Linked DNA regions of Gossypium hirsutum: region 1 is linked to region 2. A link is a contact called in public Hi-C data. All regions are on one chromosome and are shown on one strand. Each heading gives the region's core, a stretch centred on a gene start, on an enhancer-like site or on the middle of the called end of the contact. The rest is flanking DNA. Distances are from core to core; before and after follow the strand shown.

Region 1 (3,871 bases), core at 848-3,347, 240 kb after region 2:
TATAATTCAATGTCCTCTGATATAATAACATATATATATGTTACCTCATCTTGCGGAGAACACTCGACATCTCTTCACGCTTCTTCTTGGCTCTCTTGTGAGTTCCCAATTTTCTTTTAGCTACCTTGAGAGCTCGCTTGTCCTTACCAACCTTCAAAAGCTCCGTAATCCTCTTCTCATACGGTGCAAAACCAGCAACTTCCCTTATCAAGTTCCTCACAAAATGGACTCTTTTGCTAGTTTTCTGGGAGAAGAAATAAGATAAATCATGATTTCAACTTCCACTCTAAGATCCAATCCCTTCCAAAAGATTAAATACAAAGAATAACAAAAGACCCAATATGGCTATTCAAAGGTAGTGCTGCCCTTTTTCCATACATTTCCCCCCTTCCCTCTTTTGGTAAAAGTATCATGAAAGCTCTTATACTAGGACTCAGATTGCATTTTGCTCTCTCTACTCAAAAACACTCAGATTGCATTTTGCTCTCTCTACTCAAAAACTAGTCAAATTAGTTCATATACATTAGATCAAGGAGCAAACACAAGTCTTTTGTTAAAAATTCATTCATTTCTACTATTAAAAAATAGTTCCTATACATCAAAATGAGGTACACATGAATCAATTTGCTCTTTGATCTAAGATATAAAAACTAATTTGCTCATTTCATTTTTTGAATAAAGGGAGTAAAATGAAATCCAACTCCTAGTATAGGGACCTTCGTGGTATTTTTACCTTTGGGCAAAGGACTAATACATATAATCGTTTACTATTATTCTACAAAAAAAGAACATAATTAGGCATAGGATGCACTTACTCCTTTTCTGTTAGATGGACGTGGAGCCAATTCCTTCTTGGTTACAACATGGCCCTTGTTTAGTCCTACAAAAAGGCCTGTATTTGGCTGCTTGGTGGCCATGCCTGCTTAAGTAAACAAAAAAATCATGAAAAATAGAATGAAAAGCACAATATTCGAGGGGCATTTCAATAAGCTATCAAATCTAGATTACCGTCCATTTAGATTTCAACTCATGCTTCAAACATTAGCAGATATATATATGATTTTTTAACTTAGGACTCAAAAACCTCTCAAATTTCACATAATTTATTAGCATGATTCAGCAGTAAAATATATATAACACTGATTCATGATAATCCCGAATATCTCAAGACCAAGGCTTACTGCAAATGAAATTAAAAAAGGGTTTAAAAAACTAAAATTAATGAAGTTAGAAAAATTGAAATTAAAACGAAAACAATGTACATAGATATCAAAACCATTACGAAACCAAAGCTTGCGATACATATAAAATGGAAAAGCCAATATGATATAATCTTTAAAAGAAAACCCACGAATGAAAGAAAGGCAGTTAATAAACACAGTTTGAATTCATTGCAATAGCCGAAAGCAGCTAAAGCTGCTTAAATGTTTGAGCACAGTATTTCATTTCCCAAGCAATCAAAGAAGGAAAAGTATTCAGAAGAAGAAAGAAGCAGAGAAGGAGGGTTTAGAGATAGCGCGATTTACCTCTCGAGACGGCGATCTATGGCGGACTAAAGGAGTGTTAGGGTTTTGAGTACGTTGTTCTTAAAGAGTATATATATAAGGGCGAATTGGCAAGTGACTTCCCTCCTAGGGTTGGATTGAAGGCATGATCCAACCCAAAATCACCATTTGCGGCCCAATTGAATGTCTATTTCAACCTAAACAAAATTTAAAAATTGACTTTTACTCGCAACGAAATGGTTGATGTGTCGTGCCACGTGTCTTTCTTTTATAAAATTATATAAAAACAGAACAAGGCAAAGAGAAACAATGGGTTTAGAAGAGGAAAAATAAATTCATCCAACCCAGCTAATAGAAGAAGCCTTCACAAAAATCACATCTCCACAGCTCCTAGATAACCAAACGACCACATGAAGCGTATTTTACCAAAAATCAAAAACTTTTCAGTTTCTACTTTCTTCCAGTGTTATGTGATTTTAAGTAGAGGAGAGAAAAGGTAAGAGTTTGGTGGTGCAGTGCGGCACCTTGACTTGCTTGCTCAGTTATTGTTGGGAAGGAGGGGAAGGGGGAGAAAGTGAGGAGAGAAAAGGTAAGAGTCATTTTTTTTTTTTTGCATTTAATGAAAAGTAAAATATTTAAACTTTTCTCTCTTTTTTAATAAAATCTTTTCAATTTTTTTCATAATTTGCACCGTAAAACAAAAGAGCCATATGGCATTGCGTGATTGATCCATTTTTTTTTTAACATTAGTTCATAATTGGGCTAAAGATTATAACCTTTGAATACTTTAGATATTTAATTGGAATAAAAAAATTTTAAATATCAAAATAAAAATATATATTATACTTTAAAAAACAAATAGTGAATTAAACCTTTCAAATAAAGAAATAAATATGAAATATTATATAATATAAAGAATTAAATATATTAAATTTTGTATAAATGAATAATTAACATATAAAAAATTATGAATAAAAAGTACATGTAGAGAAATTATATATATTTAAAGTAAACTATATCATTAGTCATTAAACATAAACTATATCATTAGTTATTAAATTATGAGTAAATTTTTGTTTTGATTTATTAACTAAAAGAGTTGAAATTTAGTCGTTGAATTATTCAAAAAATTTCATTTAAGTTGCTGAATTATTGAAAAGTTTTTATGTAAGTTACTGTGTTGTTAATGTTTTCTTTTAAGTTTTCTTAGCATGTTCCAAGCAATGATTCGACGATTGATATGGTGGATCAATACTCATCGGTGAGTAGAAGAATGTACCTTAGATCCAAGTCGATTTGACGGTCCATATAATAGATTGAAGAAAAAAATTGATTAAATTTTAGTAAGCAAATTTGTGACGTTCAAAATTGTTTCATAAAAAAAATTTTAAAAGAGAAGGGGAAATAAAGTTGTTTAATTGGTGCAACCAGTGCAAATAGAGAAAATCATATAGCATCAATTTTAATAGCTCAAAGACTTAAATGAAAACTTTTGAATAATTCAGTGATCAAATTGTAACTTTTTTCTAGTTAAGTGACCAAAACGAAAACTTATCCATACATTTATCATACATTGAACAAAAAAAAACATTAATACGTACGAATATGTCATAACCTACTTTTTTTTTAAATACAATTTATGCAAAAATATGTTACTATAATTCTTTTCTTTAAATTGAATCATAATAACAATTATAGAAAATGTTAACAGAGTTGTTAGTGCTAGTTACACATCCATAATCACTACTAAAAAATAGTTGTGAAAACAAAGCGTCGTAAAAAACACAAGTAAAATAAGTGTAGAAAACTTTAGAGGCATTTTTGCTTTAGGATGGCAAAAAAGAACTGGACATATATAGGCAGTATTCATACAAATGCCGCAAAAAAAATGGATATATAACGACGCATTTCATGCAAACGTCGTGATATCATTTAGAATTCAACGACGCTTATTCATATAAATGTCGCTATTTTATTTATTTTTTTGGTGTATTTGGAACAACATTACTTTGAGTTTCTACAAGTTGTTCTGATGTATTTTGAATATTTGAAGATCCAACAACAATATGTTGCTCATTAATTGTTTCCTTCGCTTGTAATGGAACTCGAAGAATATTTAAATCCATCAATCTCCTCATCGGCATGTTACATGCAAAAAATATATAACATTTGAAATTTTAGTAACTAATTACAACAATACTAGTAATAGATATATTCAACCATATAATCTTTTAAGTTATAATATTATTAATAAATCAATTAAAATATAAAATCTTACTACATTTTTATGTCACATCATGATTCATAAATATTTTCATCCACATATTCATAAACCCATTAAAATATACTAGTCTAGGGGTAGTTTC
Region 2 (4,403 bases), core at 984-3,483:
TTGGTTGCTAATTCTAATATTAATTGGATTTTTAAATAAATTTTATTTTAATTATTTTTTAATTTTAATGTTAATCTTAACTGTTATAATAATTTTAAAATAAATTATGTTATTTTTAATTTAAAAGAGTTTTAATGTTCAAACTATATTTTAATATCACCTTTTAATTTATTAAATTGTTATTCAACTTATGCTTTTTTCTATTTTTAGTTAAAAAAAGATTTTTTTAAAAAATAATTGTATAATTTCAAAAAATATTTTAAATTATGGAGCTTACATTCGTTTAATGTATAAAATGTTAATCTGTCAACTAAAGACATTATTCACTAGGGGAAGCAAAATATTTTTTTAAGGGGTGAAATTAAATTATATATTTTTATAATAGTAAAAATATAATTTCATTATTTTAATAGCCTATATATTTATAATTTTTTAAAAAATAAATTAAAATTTTATCATTTTTAGGTGTTTAAATTGCAATTTTATCATTAGTAATTTAAAATTTTATAAATTATAAAGAAGCCTAAATAAAAAAAATCTATTTTAGAGGAGCCTAACCCCCTGCCAGCCCCCCTGGCTCTTCCCCTTCTATCTTTAAATATGCCACCTATGATTATTTTCTAAAAGCCTTATAATATGTATATATATATAATTTCTTGACGAAGTTGATATTATGAGTCAATTTATACTAATTTAATTAGGCAATAATTTAAAAGATTATTTTTTATAAATTATATTATATTAATATGAGAATATTTTTATCTTTTAATTTAAAAATGATAAAGAATGAGATTTATACTTAAAACATTGTAATTTGAAAGCATTTTAGAGTTGGTGTCATTAGTCAATCGAGGACTAACTCGGTTAGAGAAATTGTAAAAATGTCCTTCCATAATCGAAATAATTTATATTACTCGTATGTATTTTATTATTTTCATTTCAACAAAAACTAATAAAAATATGCATATGGTAAGATTTGAAGCTACCCCAATTAGATTAATAAAAGCTTAAATTTACTACTCAACTAAAACTTCATTTTTGATATATTGTATACATATTTATTTTAATATGCACAATTTATTACTTTCATAATTTGTATATCTTCACTTACTATTAATAAAATCCTTGAGTATGTTAATGTCATAAATCAAACGGATACTAATCCTATTAGAGAAATTACAAAAATGACCTTCTATATTAAAATAAATTATATTATTTGAGGCTAGTTTAATCTTTTTAATTTAAAAATAAAAATAAAACTATGCATGTCGTAGGATTTGAACCCACACCAATTTACTATGTATAATAATTTTCATACATTTTTATTTTAATATGCATAATTTACTACTTCCATCAGTTATATATTTAAATTTCTAAATTTCTTTTTACTCACAATTTAATTTATTTTTTGTCCATTTTACTTATAATTTATTATATGTTATTTTTAAACACATATCTATATTTTAAATATGTGGTTTTCGCATATATATACACACGTGTGTGATAGAATTTCTAGTATTTATAGTGCTATTTATTGAATTGATGTCACAAACTAACTCGAGATTAACTCACAATTGATGACAAAAACTTGATAAATAATTATAGTGCATTTAGTATTATTTATTTGATGTATTTACGTGTCTAAATTTTTTACTTATAATTTAATTTAAATTTTTTATTTTAGTATCATATATATTTTATATGTATTATTTATTTTATATTAATTTTAAATACATATTTATATTTTACATTTGTAATTGTTTTGGTAATAGGTGTGTGATAAAATTTCAAGTATGTTTTTGACAAATATCTTAATAAGAAAGAAAAAAAAAATGGAAAACCCAAACACGCCCTTCGCCTCGACGGTAGCCAAAGTGGCAGTCACATGGATCTCTCCCAAAATCACGTGGTCACACTCTCCACCCTCATGCTCACGCACAATAAAATCATCTGAAGACACACACTCGCATGATGGCATGATGAAAATCGCGCGTCATGTTCAACCCTATCAACTACGCGTAAAGATTTCGTTTTTCATTTAAACCCAGGGGTTATTCCTTTTTCCCGAAATTTTCAAAATTCGAAATATCCCCCTTTATTAAGCTTAATGGCCTCGTCAGCCGTCACGCACCTCCGTCAACCCTAACGGCAAGCACCACCTTCTGTCATCTCCTCCCTATATAATTCTTCTGTTTCCGTCTTTCATTTCAGAAAAAAAAAAAAAACCTCACTGAAAATTCATTTTCTTTGGACTTTCTCTGAAATCCGAGTCCTAGGAAAGATGCGTGAGATTCTTCATATTCAGGCAGGGCAGTGCGGCAACCAGATCGGTGCCAAGTTTTGGGAGGTGGTTTGCGCCGAGCACGGCATAGATTCAACGGGACGCTATCAAGGGGACAATGATTTGCAACTGGAGCGCGTTAACGTTTACTACAATGAAGCGAGTTGCGGGAGGTTCGTTCCACGAGCCGTCCTTATGGACTTGGAGCCTGGCACTATGGATAGTGTTAGATCCGGGCCGTACGGGCAGATTTTCAGGCCTGACAACTTTGTTTTCGGCCAGTCCGGTGCAGGGAATAACTGGGCCAAGGGTCATTACACGGAAGGGGCCGAGTTGATCGACTCAGTGCTAGATGTGGTGAGGAAAGAAGCCGAAAACTGTGACTGCTTGCAAGGTAACGTGTGTTTTAATAATTTTAAGCATGCTTTTTTTTTTTGGTTTGGATTTTTCAAGTTTAGAGTTAGATTAGCCCGTAGAAGAAGGATTTGTTGGCTTTACTTTTTCAAACTGTTGGTTTAACTCGTAAGTGGTTCTTTTATGTTACTTTCAGCATGGATCTGACAATTTAGGAAGGTTTTATGTGCTTGTTTAGTTTGAATTTTCAACTTATTAGCAAATTTCAAGTTTCGGAAGGAAGGTTCTCTATTTGGTTGCTCAAATAAATCTATATCATTCTCAATTCGAATATTATGCTTTTTAGGTGTGATTTAAAAATTTTGCGGAATCTATGATCTAGCTTTAGATTGGAATTTGCTTTCTTCTATTTCCTGACATCTAATGATTTGACAATCATTTTCTAATATTTCAGGATTTCAAGTATGCCATTCATTGGGAGGAGGAACTGGATCGGGCATGGGAACACTTTTGATTTCCAAGATCCGAGAAGAATACCCAGACCGAATGATGCTCACTTTCTCTGTGTTCCCTTCCCCTAAGGTGTCTGACACTGTTGTCGAACCTTACAATGCTACTCTCTCTGTTCACCAGCTTGTTGAGAATGCTGATGAATGTATGGTTTTGGACAATGAAGCTTTATATGATATTTGCTTCCGTACTCTGAAGCTCACTACTCCAAGCTGTACGTCAATCTTTTTCACGTTGCTGTTATTTCATATTTCAACTGTAAAAGGTCTGTTGATTTCATTTGTTCATCCTGATTGAATGCAGTTGGAGACTTGAACCACTTGATTTCTGCCACCATGAGTGGTGTGACATGCTGCCTTCGTTTCCCTGGTCAATTAAACTCAGATCTACGCAAGCTTGCCGTCAATCTCATTCCATTCCCTCGCCTGCATTTCTTTATGGTTGGCTTTGCTCCACTTACTTCTCGAGGGTCACAGCAATACAGGGCTCTTACTGTTCCCGAGCTCACTCAACAAATGTGGGATGCCAAAAACATGATGTGTGCTGCTGATCCTCGCCATGGGCGATACTTGACTGCTTCAGCCATGTTCCGTGGCAAGATGAGCACCAAGGAAGTCGATGAACAAATGATTAATGTGCAGAATAAGAACTCATCATACTTTGTGGAGTGGATCCCCAATAATGTGAAGTCTACTGTTTGTGATATTCCTCCAATTGGCTTGAAGATGGCCTCAACGTTCATTGGAAACTCGACATCTATTCAGGAAATGTTCCGCAGAGTAAGTGAGCAGTTCACTGCCATGTTTCGCAGGAAGGCTTTCTTGCACTGGTATACTGGGGAGGGAATGGATGAGATGGAGTTTACGGAGGCTGAGAGCAACATGAACGATCTGGTTTCAGAGTACCAACAATATCAAGATGCAACAGCTGATGAGGAGTATGATTATGAGGAGGAGGAGGATGAGGAGGAGGAACTCCAGGAATAGTAGTAGTGTGTGTTTCTTACTGTTTGCTTTCTTAACGTTTTGGAAAATGTTTCTGTTCTTTCAACCTGAATACCTTGTTTGGGTGTTAGAAATGTTGTTTCCTGGCTTATGTATTTTTGTTTACGAACATCTTTACATCAGTAGATACTAGACTCGTACGGATGCATATGGTTTTATATGGGATGTTGCTTTTTGGTAACTATGGAATTTGGTACTATAAATATATTAGAAATCACTCTTATGTTATGGTAATGTAGAGAGAGAGAGTGAAG

What was found. A called contact is a pair of places that touch in the nucleus more often than the background predicts.
Region 1: a contact with region 2 is called in a Hi-C map of leaf, with 1.5 times the contacts expected there. The contact joins the promoter of LOC107901807 here to the promoter of LOC107888744 in region 2. A contact is called at or near these places in 4 of 34 Hi-C or Micro-C datasets (leaf and seedling).

What each region holds. Positions count from the first base shown.
Region 1 is chrA09:23,699,920-23,703,790 of Gossypium_hirsutum_v2.1, forward strand. LOC107901807 (60S ribosomal protein L36-3) reads right to left here and starts at 2,098. Exons shown (of 5, transcript XM_041077684.1): 1 at 1,850-2,098; 2 at 1,527-1,702; 3 at 816-919; 4 at 45-244. The coding sequence starts at 917.
Region 2 is chrA09:23,456,280-23,460,682 of Gossypium_hirsutum_v2.1, forward strand. LOC107888744 (tubulin beta-8 chain) reads left to right here and starts at 2,234. Exons shown (of 3, transcript NM_001326752.1): 1 at 2,234-2,675; 2 at 3,090-3,359; 3 at 3,449-4,307. The coding sequence starts at 2,282. The coding sequence ends at 4,131.